2 separate regions of the Mus musculus genome follow, and region 1 is linked to region 2. The links are chromatin contacts, called in public HiChIP or PLAC-seq maps. All regions are on one chromosome and are shown on one strand. The core of a region is the stretch at or near the end of the contact, and the rest is flanking DNA. Distances in the headings are between cores, read along the strand shown.

Evidence for each region. HiChIP or PLAC-seq counts read pairs in DNA pulled down with a chosen protein or histone mark.
Region 1: a contact with region 2 is called in an H3K4me3 HiChIP or PLAC-seq map of embryonic stem cells, with 11 times the contacts expected there. The contact joins the enhancer-like site here to the promoter of Zfp981 in region 2. A contact is called at or near these places in 1 of 15 datasets of contacts at CTCF or cohesin (large pre-B cells), 1 of 484 Hi-C or Micro-C datasets (bone marrow-derived macrophages) and 12 of 115 datasets of contacts at active chromatin or transcription factors (acute myeloid leukemia, bone marrow-derived dendritic cells, embryonic limb bud and 4 more).

What each region holds. Positions count from the first base shown.
Region 1 is chr4:147,402,965-147,409,669 of GRCm38.p6, forward strand. No RefSeq gene overlaps it. Among named protein-coding and RNA genes, the nearest start is that of Gm46898, 5.4 kb to the right of the region's middle. Within about 2 kb of position 4,082, at least 77 of the 459 cell types and tissues checked have an H3K27ac peak or open chromatin away from gene starts, as enhancers often do. A contact at or near this core is called in embryonic stem cells, expanded potential stem cells, neural tube and 1 more, where this site is marked.
Region 2 is chr4:146,498,752-146,505,111 of GRCm38.p6, forward strand. Zfp981 (zinc finger protein 981) reads left to right here and starts at 3,249. Exons shown (of 5, transcript NM_001243138.1): 1 at 3,249-3,393. It also overlaps the pseudogene Vmn2r-ps16.

The DNA of each region.
Region 1 (6,705 bases), core at 2,832-5,331, 910 kb after region 2:
CTTTTATGCATATATTATGACTTCCAGTTTAGTGTTTTTATGGGATTCCTGAGTATGTGATGTGTGTATATCTATTTCTTGTGCTATGCCTTTTCTTGGTCTCTTTTTTTTTTTTTTTTTTTTTGGCTTGTTTGTTTTACCCTATTCTTATCCATTAGTCTTGTTTTCTCATTAAAATAATACAATACAATACAATACAGTACAGTACAGTACAGTACAATACAATGCAGTACAATGCAGTACAATGCAGTACAATGTTATTACCCTTTAGATGACTGTTATCTGTTAAAAGACAAAAAGGAATATGGATGTGAAGGGAGATGGGGAGAAACTGGGAGGAGTAGAGGAAGGAGAAATTATAATCATGATATATTATGTAAGAAAAATGTATTTTTAATAAAAGGAGAAAATGATTAGTATACTGTCTAGTTTTTATTGTCAAGTTGACATAGGCTATGGTCAACTTGGAAGTATGAATATAAATTGAGAATTTGCCTATACAGATTGGCTTGTGGCATATGTGGGGCATTGTCTTTATTGCTGGTTGACATAGGAGGCCCAGGCCCACCATTTGAAGTACTATGACCTGGGTTTTATAAAAGGGTAGCTCAGCAGGCCTAGGAGCAATCCAGCAAGCAGCATTCCTCGGTGGCGTCTGCTTCAAACTCCTACCTTAAGGTCTGGCCTTGGCTTCCCTCAGTGATAGACTGGAATCTGTCAGATGGAGTAAACCCTTTCATCTCCAAGATGCAACAGAAACTCGACGAGAGCCTGTCGCCTCTCTGTCTGTCTCTCTGTCTCTGTCTGTCTCTGTCTCTCTCTCTGTCCCTCTCTGTTTCTCTCTGTCTCTCTGTCTGTCTGTCTCTCTAAGGCTGTCTGTCTGTCTGTCTGTCTCTCTCTCATCAATCCAAGGAATCCTAGACATGACGATTAATTTCATATAAACTATTATAGGAACAACCATTTCTTCATCTGATTATTTTTTTTCTGGGCAAGAAACTGCTGCTATATACAAGACACCATGTTTGGCTTAATTTCAACACTGCAGCTGAAAGGCAATGCCTGGGCCAGAAGACGGGGATTTAAGAAAGGATTTCTGCTTTCTTGATTGCTTTCTTCCCTCAAATGAACATATTTGCAATCTATGTATGAGAACATGACTCAAAAGTAGAATAGGACAGGATCATGATTGGGACAACTGGAGTGGCCAACCCATCCCTTCCTCATTGCCCCACTTCAGTTCCTGCCATGAGTCTTACACAAAGACCCTAGGCCAGCAGTTTGCTGGTGCCCTGCTTCTCAGGACCTCTTGCTTCGTTCTCTAAAGCTCACATCTATAAACTGACAACAAACTCCTTTTTGAACTCTTCTTCCTGTGAACAAGAGCTCCTGAAAAGACTGACGGAGCCTGGATGTGGTGGCAGACCCTTTTAAACTGAGTATTCGGGAAGCAAAGGCAAGAGGATCTCTGAGTTTGATGCCAGCTCCATCTATAGAACCCGTTCCAGGAAAGCCAGGGTTACACAGAGAATTCCTGTCTCAAAAAAAACAACACTCCCAGCCCCCTCCAAAAAAAGGATGATTGCTTACAGAAAGGGGTTGACATATCAGAACTCCAATACTCTGGAGAGATAGGAATGCTACAGGACTAGAGGACTAGAGGCTAACTAATTTGTCTACCTGGGCCAGGTTTGCACAAGGCCCAGACCTTCAGGTACAGAATTTAGTATTAAATACATAGTAACAGACCAAACCTCAAGAGAGAGCAGGAGAGCTGATTCTGCCCCTTGCCAGCTGCAGCACGGGGTGAGCTGGCCAGGGCAGTGCTGGAGAGCTCACCCTGGTGGTGTGGGTGCAGGAGAGCTGGCAGGCTGACTAACTCAGCTATCCCCTAGGTTCAGATCCAGGGCTTTGAGTTGGGCCACTCCAACATCTACCTCACCTCTGAACTGCTGGAGCTTGTGAAAGGGCTGGTCCTGTAGATCAAAGCTGTAGCTTACACAATGAGATGTTTTCTGTGCTGTATTTATTATTATTATTATTATTTTATTTTATTTAAGGGAGGAGGTTGCAAGGGTAGAAAGCAGATATGAAGAGATGAGATGAGTGGAATTGGGGTACATGATGAAATTCACAAAGAATCAACAAAAAGTTTTTAAAAACAATAATAATATATTTGGAAATGTTAAATGTTTCATAAACCTTAAAATGCTTATTGTTTTAAAATAATAACATTTTTAAAAACTTTAAAAAAAAGAAGTGGGAGAAAAGAAAAAATAACATTTGTTGGGTCAAGATTTCATTAAGCTATAAAAGTTAATGTCATATACATAAAATTGATCAGGATTTCCTTCCAAAACAGAAGCTAAATATACATACTATTTCATCTCATATATATATATATATATATATATATATATATATATATATATATAATAACATAAAATTCATATTATTTCTTCAAAATACTCTTGTTTATTTTTTAAGTCTAAGTTTGTTTAATGAATGCTACAACGTTGAGCCAGAGGATTCTCCCTCCCATCTGTCTATGCTTTTGACCATTATACGCAGCTATCTTGCTTGAGGACATTGTGGCAGTTTTGCATAATTCATAAATTGTTTTGATGGTTATCCCAGTGGTGACTTATCTTATTTCTTTTTTTTTTAAGATTTACTTATGTATTATATGTAAGTACACTGTAGCTGTCTTTGGACACTCCAAAAGAGGGTATCAGATCTCATTATGGATGGTTGTGAGCCACCATGTGGTTGCTGGGATTTGAACTCAGGATCTTTGGAAGAGCAGTTAGAGCGCTTAACTGTTGAGCCATCTCACCAGCCACCCTTATTGTTTCTTTAACGTTCTAAGTCACTTTCCTACATATAATATAAAAAGAATAATTGAGTAGGCCACACTATTCTTAGTATAAAACTGTTAAGTGTATTTATGTTTGTATGTATGTGTTTTTGTTTGCTTGTTTGTTTGTTTTTGTACTGGGCCATCTATAAATTAATAGATTTACATGTTTACTGAAGATCTCTATTTTGTTTCCTTTTCACAATGAGGATTATAGGAAATGTAATACAAACAAATAATAATGTTGAAAATTTTTTCTTTCTTTTTTTGTGGTTTTGATTTTTTTTTTTTTTTTTGAGATAGTTTCTGGGACTCTGCCTTCTGGGTGCTGTAATTAGAAACCATGCACCATGGCTGACCACCCAGCTATTAAATGTCTATTATGTATGAATATATATATGGTTATATGTTTTATTGTTGTTTTCATAATACATGTCGACATAAAAGCCAGAGTACTCGTCTTAAAGGGACCATATCTTAAAGGGAGATGATTAATATGAGTTTTTATTTTTATTTTTTTTTGCAATTTGGTCAACAAATATTGAGTACTGTGCCCTTGCCTCGTAGCTCTATGTCAAAATATGGCTCTATGTCAAAATACATGATAAACAAAACAGCAATCGGCCTTGGGCAAGGAGTTTCTAAAACAGCTCCGCTGCATGGTTCTATTTTGCCGGTTTTTTTTTTTTTAATCCACCTATTGATTTTGAGGATTATATTCTAGCCTAAGGAATCGATTTAGACCCAAATAGTTGGTTCTGATCTAACGACAGCAAAGTCTAGGCGCCACTGGGGCACTGTTGTATCTCCTAACAGCTAATCCCAAATAAAGACTCCAGGTGTTTGGGTCCAAGCTGACTCCCTCCCCCCTCCCTCCCCCCCCCACCCCCCACCCCCCATGGTAAACTTCCTAAGGTTGACTGGGGTCCTTGGATGGAGAACCTCCAAACGAATGGACAGCATATCCACCAGAGGGTGCTGTGAGGACAGGTCTGTGGTGGGAGGGGAGCTCGCCCAGTGACCCTCAAACCCAGGTAGGCTTTATTAGTTGGTTTTTCTTTCTTCTTCATGTTTCCTTCCTACCCGCTAAAACCGTCGTTACCCCTCCCCCCACTCAGGGTCTCGTTTTGAAGATAGTGATTCGACTTTCGCCGCGACTACAGCAGAGCTGTGTTCCAGAGGAAGTGTTATCTCTGTCGCGGCTGGAGACGTCCTGTCCCTGGACCGCCCGGGGCGCAGGCGGTGGGTGGGTGGGGACCTCCGAGGCCGCAGCTCGCCGTTGCGCCGCAGGGGCCGCGAAAGGGTTAACCCGGCGGGGGGGGGGGGTGCGAGAGGAGGGAGGGGGCGCGGGCCGCGCGTGCGCTCTGCCGCCCTCCATTGTCTCCACAGCGGCGAGGAGCGCCGGCGAACGCAGCCCGGGACGGAGCAGGGCGGCGCGGCTGGCTGGCGGGGCCGGCGGCGGCTGGAGCCGGAGCACGACGCCACGCGACCGCGGCTTCCAGAGCTCCGCCTGGCTACCCCACCGCCGCGAGCCCTCCCGAAGCCTGGAGGAGTGAGGGCCGCCGGCGCGGGCTGTGGAGTCCTGAGACGGGGGACGCGAACGGCGCGGCGCCTCCCTCCCTTCGCTGCGGCTCCTTAGGCTCCTGAGCCCGGGGGGCGGCCTGTGGCGCGAGGCGCCGGCTCTGGACCCCGCTTCTTCGGACCTGGGCTCCGGAGCCTCGCTGGCGGATGCTCTACCTCTGCACATCGCACCCAGGTGGTTCAGCTCGCACCTAATATGAGTTTTTAAATAAAACATTTTCAAATCTGCTTTTAGGGTAAGATATACATACTCCCACTGTACTGGTCTAGATGCTATCTCTTTGATCCTTATCCCACTTCTGGCCTGTATTGCTTGAGGATATACATTAACTTGTCCCATATTTCTTGAGGACCTACATTAACTTTAAGAGATGGTTGCACCTTCTGTAGGATATGATCTTCCTGTGCACTCCCTTGAAATACTAAACTCTATTCCAAAGATTAAAAGGATGATTTATGCCTGTGCTTTCGTATACATATCACATATATGGCAATAGACATATGAATATGAACGCTTTGAAGATGTTTATGTGATTTTCTTACTACTTCTGCCTCTTTAAAGTCAAACGAATGCGCTTTTCAAGAACTATGTAAGAGATAACTCTAAATAACTTTTTAAATTATTATTTAAGAACCTACTTTAAGGCTTATACAGATATTTTAGAGTTTACAGATGATTAATATATTGCAACATAATGATATATTTTTAAAAATTAGTTATCCTTGTTATTAGCTTAAAAATGAATAATTAAGTCAAACTCTATCCTGATCTGGATGTCTTATCATATTTTGTTACCTCTTAAGTACAATAAAAGTAAATGCTGTTTCTAACAACAAAACTCCATGTCCTCTTACACTGCATAATGGCTTAAATTTTAACACATACTTAATTTAAATTTGGTCACAAAACTACTAATGTATTTTAACTACTTATAACAGATATCTAAAACACTATGTTTTATGTGTTTTAGATAAAGCCTCTTGGTCTTCCATTTTTAATTAACTCATTAAAATTGTTTTCTAAATTTCATGATAACAAGAAGAATGAAGTATATTGTAAAAAATTATTTAAACTGGATATATTTGTTAATAAGTTAAAAATAATAAAGAGTTTCTGGTTTCCATCTGCTCCTGGAGCTGACCCTGTGCCACAGCTCTCCAAACCCAAATTCCTCTGGGAGAAAGCTGGTCTTCCAGGAGTGCTGACACACCTGAGAGCACAGGTAAGACCACCACTTCTGCTCAAATACCCAGCCCAAGAGGACCCTCCTAGAGCCCTCAGGACACAGGAACCAAGAAGCAGCCTGGGACCAGATCCTTCTAGAATCTATCTGCACTCGGAGCTGACCTTGTGCCACAGCTCTCCATACCCAAATCCCACCATAAGAGAACTGGTCTCCCAAGAGTGCTGACACACAGGCTTACAGGAGGGACAAGCCACAGTCAGAGACAGAAAGACCAGAAAACACCACAGAAAACCAGATGGCAAGAGGCAGGCACAAGAATATAAGCAACAGAAACCAAGGCTACTTGGCATCATTAGAACCCAGTTCTCCCACTACAGCAAGCCTTGGATACCCCAACACACAGGAAAAGCAAGACTCTGTTTAAAATCACATCTCATGATGATGATAAAGGAATTTAAGAAGAACATAAATAACTCTCTTAAAGAAATACAGGAGAACTCGGATAAACAGCTAGAAACCCTTCAAGAGGAAACATAAAAATCCCTTAAGGAATTACAGGAAAATACAACCAAACAAGCAAAGGATTGAACAAACTCATCCAGATTCTAAAAATGGAAGTAGAAACAATAAAGAAATCACAAAGGAAGACAAACTTGGAGACAAAAAACCTAGGAAAGAGATCAGGAGTCATAGATGCAAGCATCACCAATAGAATAAAAGAGATAGAAGAGAGAGACTCTCAGGTGCAGAAGATACCACAGAAAACATGGACACAACAGTCAGAGACAATGCAAAAAGCAAAAAGCTCCTAACCAAAGGAAAACAAAACAAAAACAAAAAAACAAACAAACAAACAAAAAACCCCAGGAAATACAGGATATAATGAGAAGACCAATGTTAGGGATAATAGGTATAGAAGAGAGTGAAGATTCCCAACATAAAGGGGCAGTAAATATCTTCAACAACATTATAGAAGAAAATTTCCATAACTTAAAGAAAGAGATACCCATGAACATACAAGAAGTCTACAGAACTCCAAATAGGTTGGACCAGAAAAGAAATTCCTCCTGGCACTTGATA
Region 2 (6,360 bases), core at 1,999-4,498:
ATATATGTATATATATATATATATATATATATATATATAATCACAAGGGTGCTTTGGGTATTTAAGTCAAATTAGATATTGATTGGTTATTCACGATAAATTCATGACATCATTGACCTAGCATATTTTGGAGGAAGGACAAATTTTAGATCAATGTCTTTTTTGTTGGTTCTGTTATATATTTCACTTTTTGTTGCTTGCAAAGCCCTTTCCATAATGAGGACTGTGGAACATAAGAGCCAATGTTCTTGGAGGCACCAGCTTGACCTCTTCATACACAGTGAGTTGTGTAAGTCTGCTTGTTAACAATGAAGACTTATTGTCAGTTTCTAAAAAGCAACACCTTTATTGTCAATGCCCTGCAGTGTTTGCTTACATTTATGAAACCACTTTGTAGAACAACTCAGTTGATAAAACCCAGTGGAAAAGACACGATCAACTGGAACTCCATCTCTGTCAGAATTCAGAGACTTCATTAGAATCACCTTCATACACTTATAAGCTGGTTCGTTTTGTTTTTTTTTTTTTTTTAAATTCCAAACACCTTATTAAGAATACAGCCAGCCAAAGTCCATGGAGTCTTGTACCATGGTGCTTTTCTATGCATTGGCAGAGCCACAAGTGTGGCAATGCAGTGTACAAAAGTTCTTACCTTCTAATAGATGGTGATTTTTCTTGGACCTTACAACCGGAATGAATGCAACTTGAAGAAATTTAAGATTTAAAACTCCAGTTCTACTGTGTATTCAACTTTATGGTTTAGCATTTTTTTCAAAGAACAATGTAAAAACAAACGTTATTTTCCTTGTATTTCTCTTGTTACCAACTTTTAAAACCTAACATGATGCATTGGTGCAATGATAATTTATTGATACAGTGGTAATTTATGTACTTTTTCAAGGCATGTCCAGAAACTGCCTGAGTGTCATTTGCTGAAAGCATGAAATGCAGAGGCTTAGCATAACCTTCCAAAATGAATATACCATTATGTGTACTGATTGATAAACGGTGATGTCTGTAATCACTTGGAGCCAGTTACCTCATCCTTTTTAAAACTCTGTTAAAGATTTCTGTATACTATACCATTCCTTCCCCATATAATGGGGTTTTCTTGATGTTCCTGAAAATATTGCAAAGGTCTTTCTTAAGACCAGCAATGGAGATACAAAAGCCAACAGACATACACACAGAGTACACAGATAGACACAAACATGGAGACAAAGTCAGACACACAGGAAGTGAGAGATACACAAGGCAGTATTCAGCAAGTTACAGATTTAAATTAACTGAATAGACACACAGGATGGAAGGCTCAGATAAGACGAAGAAGAGAATTCAACTTTGGACTCACAGTTAGTTAAATTACCTCTGAGGGAAAGGGTATTGATTCTTTCCTTAACTCAGATGCATTATTAATTACCAGCGTATTTAATCTGTTCACATATGCAGAATCCATTAACTTGTGACATAATTTTTCTCTCTTTTTTTTTTTTTTGCATAAGCACAATATGGGAAAATATAAAACTCACCACAATGGGTAACAAGTAGCCCTGCATTCTGAAAGGTGTCCATGGGCTCAGAACCCTGTTCTCTAAAGAAAGACCATCAGGTCTGGGCTTGTGCTTCTGAGCTCTCACTTCTATGCTGGCCAGAATCCATTTTAACGAACTCTCACCGTTATCACAAAGTTTTTGAACCTCAGAAGTCACAAAAGAATCCTGGAACTCATTACTTTCATGTAAAGAGTTGACCTCATGCCATATTCTCTAAGGGGACTTTGGTAATTCTTTAGTCTTCTTTTCCCAGCCTATGAAGATATGCATGGGTGTACATAGAGTATTATAGAGCACAGTCAGGGAATCTTCTATGAACAAATGGCTAAATAGTGTAGTATATACTGTAGGTCTTTTTCTATTTCCTTCCTTCCTTCCTTCCTTCCTTCCTTCCTTCCTTCCTTCCTTCCTTCCTTCCTTCCTTCCTTCCTTCTTTCCTTTCTTTATTCTTTCTTTTGACAAAAATCTAGACGCTTATTCAAAGAAATTTTTCTTTATTGCCTCACCCTTCAAGCAGTAAATAATATTGTGCCTAAACCTGACTTCATTTTAATTCATCATTTTCTTTGACTAAGGTATCCAGCTCCTCTACCTTTTGTCCAAGTCTAATAATCTGTCTCTCACACGTTCTCTATGAGATATTATTATTTGCCTTACTGCATTTTCTTTTCAGGCTCTTTTCCTTGTTTATTTCTAAGCACATATTGAACTCAATTTTCATATCCTATGTTGTCCTCCTTTCCTTCAGGCTTTTGCTATTATTCTTTTGCCCACGAATCATTTTGTTCCTGTCCTCTATCAGTTGACATATGTGGCTTACACACTTTGATCTCTTTGATCATGACTCTGGGTTTTCAATTCTTTACCTAGGATATCATGTAAATTGCTCTCCTTATAAGATACATACATAGTTGATAGTTTGAGCAAAAGACATTTTATCTTAGTTTTACTTTGTTTTGGGTATTGAGCATCAGAATTCAGAGGGACTGCTTAATTGTGTGCATTTTTAGACTAGACTCATAATGTGAGAAGTTAGACAGGATCTATTATATCTGAAGGATTCAGAACCCAGGTGCAGTGTCCTACTACATTCAGTTCTGGTCTAGTCTGGCAGTAACCTTGTGGGAAGCTGAGCAGAGTAGATCCTGAGAAGTTGTGTTTCCACAACAGAGTTGGAGGAGTGGTTCCTGATGGGGAGGGTGGGCCTCCTGCATGATTAGATAAGTTTAAGAAAAAGACAAAATAAAAACAAAGAATCAGCCGGGCGTGGTGGCCCACGCCTTTAATCCCAGCACTTGGGAGGCAGAGGCAGTCAGATTTCTGAGTTCGAGGCCAGCCTGGTCTACAAAGTGTGTTCCAGGACAGCCAGGGCTACACAGAGAAACCCTGTCTCAAAAAAACCAAACCAAACCAAAACAAAACAAAACAAAACAAAACAAAACCCCCCAAAGAATCAATCAATCAATCAATCAATCAATCAAAAAATCAATCAATGAATTAAATAAGCAAGCAAGGAGGAAAAAATCCAAACCAACAAAAATTGCTCTGAAGAACTGGGAAGCTAATTAATTAAAAAGTCCTGAAGTAGGTGGGCTTAGAAGAACATCAGGAAGCTGGTGAATATTGGGCGGATTCAGAAGGAGTGGCTCTGAGGAACCAGGAGGAAGTGACAGGAATTTCCGCCATTCCAGCATTCTCAATGTATTTCGCCTGCCTCGTGGTCAGGAAGTCATGGAGGGAGACTAGTGCCTAGTGTTTGCTGAACCTGAAAACTTCCTTAAGGTGCAGTTGCTGTGCTGGCCTCCTAGGATATTCAGCAGCTGGTCCTGTCACCTGCCAGGTCAGAGGAGCTCTTGGGTTGGGAAATGGGTAGGAGCAGGGCAGGCATGTGGAGCAGGGGTGCATTTTCTGCTGCCACCCTTACAATTCTGTTGTGGATATCTTACTATTATCAGGAAGTTTGAGTTCCTGTGAATTGAGTTTATGGTGATGTTTTAATTAATTTTATGGTTGCCAGAATATTTTTCTAAAACAACCCTGTAGATCCTTGGCCCTCTCTGGGCTTTATATACTATACTGGGAGGGTTGTCTTTGCAAAGGCCTTAATAAAGCTCCTCGAATTCAAATTCGTTCATGCTTTCTTAACTCCCCTGTTCCTCCATTTGCCATTTTATTTCCCTTTCTCCAGGGAACTGAGCAGGCATCCCGAGAGAGCTTTGTAGGTATTTGTCATATGGGGACCAGTACAGATTTGATCGAATTAGAAAATATTCCTTATAAAGCACCATCATATGGCTGTAAATATTAACATTAACGAAGCAAAGTTATATTCTCCATTAGCTGAACACAGAGGTATATGCAGTCTTTGATGTAAATACATCATTGAGAAATGTGTCTACATATGCTTTGTTATTAATATCGTACCTTAGGTTTGAATAAAACTTGAAGACAGGATTGCAGCAAGGTACTTGTGAGGAGAAATTTCCTTAAGGAAATGAGGACAACATAGGATATGAAAATTGAATTCAATAGGTGGTTATAAATACAAAAGAAAAGAAAAGAAAAGAAAAGAAAAGAAAAGAAGACCCTGAGAAGAAAATGCAGTAAGGTGAATAATAATCATTCATAGAGAATATGTGTTAGACAGATTATCAGACTTGAAGATATATAGTAGGTTCTGTTAACCCTGAGTGTCCCCAGAGAAAAACCAATTCCACCATGTGGGCCAGCTTTATCAAATAATACATCGTGACCAAGAGGTAGACTTTGGTCACATGCTGAAAGACCCCACCATAAGGCTTAGCAAGCTAGCTGCAGTAACGCCATTTTGCAAGGCATGAAAAAGTACCAGAGCTGAGTTCTCAAAAGTTACAAGGAAGTTCAGTTAAAGATTAACAGTTAAAAATCAAGGCTGAATAATACTAGGACAAGGGCCAAAAAGGGTATATCGGTGGTCAAGCGCCTGGGCCCCGGCTCAGGGCCAAGAACCGATGGTACCCACCTGGGCCCCGGCTCAGGGCCAAGAACAGATGGTACCCAGATAAAGCGGAACCAGCAACAGTTTCTGAAAAAGTCCCACCTCAGTTTCAGGTTCCCCAAATGACCAGGAAATACCCCAAGCCTTGATTTAAACTAACCACTCAGCTCGCTTCTCGCTTCTGTACCCACGCTTTTTGCTCCCCAGCCCCAGCCCTATAAAAAGGGTAAAAACCCCACACTCGGCGCGCCAGTCCTCCGATAGACTGAGTCGCCCGGGTACCCGTGTTCCCAATAAAGCCTCTTGCTGATTACATCCGAATCGTGGTCTCGCTGATCCTTGGGAGGGTCTCCTCAGATTGATTGACCACCCACCTCGGGGGTCTTTCATTTGGAGGTTCCACCGAGATTAGGAGACCCCTGCCCAGGGACCACCGACCCCCGCCGGGAGGTAAGCTGGCCAGCGGTCGTTTCGTGTCTGTCTCTGTCTCCGTGCGTGTTTGTGCCGGCATCTAATGTTTGCGCCTGCGTCTGTACTAGTTGGCTAACTAGATCTGAATCTGGCGGTTCCGTGGAAGAACTGACGAGTTCATATTCCCGGCCGCAGCCCTGGGAGACGTCTCAGAGGCATCGGGGGCCATCTTTGTGGCCCAATCTGTATCTGAGAACCCGACCCGTCTCGGACTCCTTGGAGCCTCTCCTTTGACCGAGGGATACGTGGTTCTGTTGGGCGGCGAGGGGCCGAAACGCTCCTCTCCCCCATCTGAATTTTTGCTTTCGGTTTTCCGCCGAAACCGCGCCGCGCGTCTTGTCTGTCTCTGTGTTGTTTTGTCATTTGTCGGTTCGTTATTGTTTTGGACCGTTTCTAAAAATATGGGACAGACCGTAACCACTCCTTTGAGTCTGACCCTAGAACACTGGGGAGACGTCCAGCGCATTGCGTCCAACCAGTCCGTGGACGTCAAGAAGAGACGTTGGGTCACCTTCTGCTCTGCCGAGTGGCCAACTTTCAATGTGGGGTGGCCGCAAGATGGTACTTTTAATTTGGACATTATTTTACAGGTTAAATCTAAGGTATTCTCTCCCGGTCCCCACGGACACCCGGATCAGGTCCCATACATTGTCACCTGGGAGGCACTTGCCTATGACCCCCCTCCGTGGGTCAAACCGTTTGTCTCTCCAAAACCCCCTCCTTTACCGACAGCTCCCGTCCTCCCGCCCGGTCCTTCTGCGCAACCTCCGTCCCGATCTGCCCTTTACCCTGCCCTTACCCCCTCTATAAAGCCCAAACCTCCTAAGCCCCAGGTTCTCCCTGATAGCGGCGGACCTCTCATTGACCTTCTCACAGAGGACCCCCCGCCGTACGGAGCACAACCTTCCTCCTCTGCCAGAGAAAACAATGAAGAAGAGGCGGCCGCCACCTCCGAGGTTTCCCCCCCTTCTCCCATGGTGTCTCGACTGCGGGGAAGGAGGGACCCTCCCGCAGCGGACTCCACCTCCTCCCAGGCATTCCCACTCCGCATGGGGGGAGATGGCCAGCTTCAGTATTGGCCGTTTTCCTCCTCGGACTTATACAATTGGAAAAATAATAACCCTTCCTTTTCTGAAGATCCAGGTAAATTGACGGCTTTGATTGAGTCCGTCCTCATCACCCACCAGCCCACCTGGGACGACTGTCAGCAGTTGTTAGGGACCCTGCTGACCGGAGAAGAAAAGCAGCGGGTGCTCCTAGAGGCTAGAAAGGCAGTCCGGGGCAATGATGGACGCCCCACTCAGTTGCCTAATGAAGTCAATGCTGCTTTTCCCCTTGAACGCCCCGATTGGGATTACA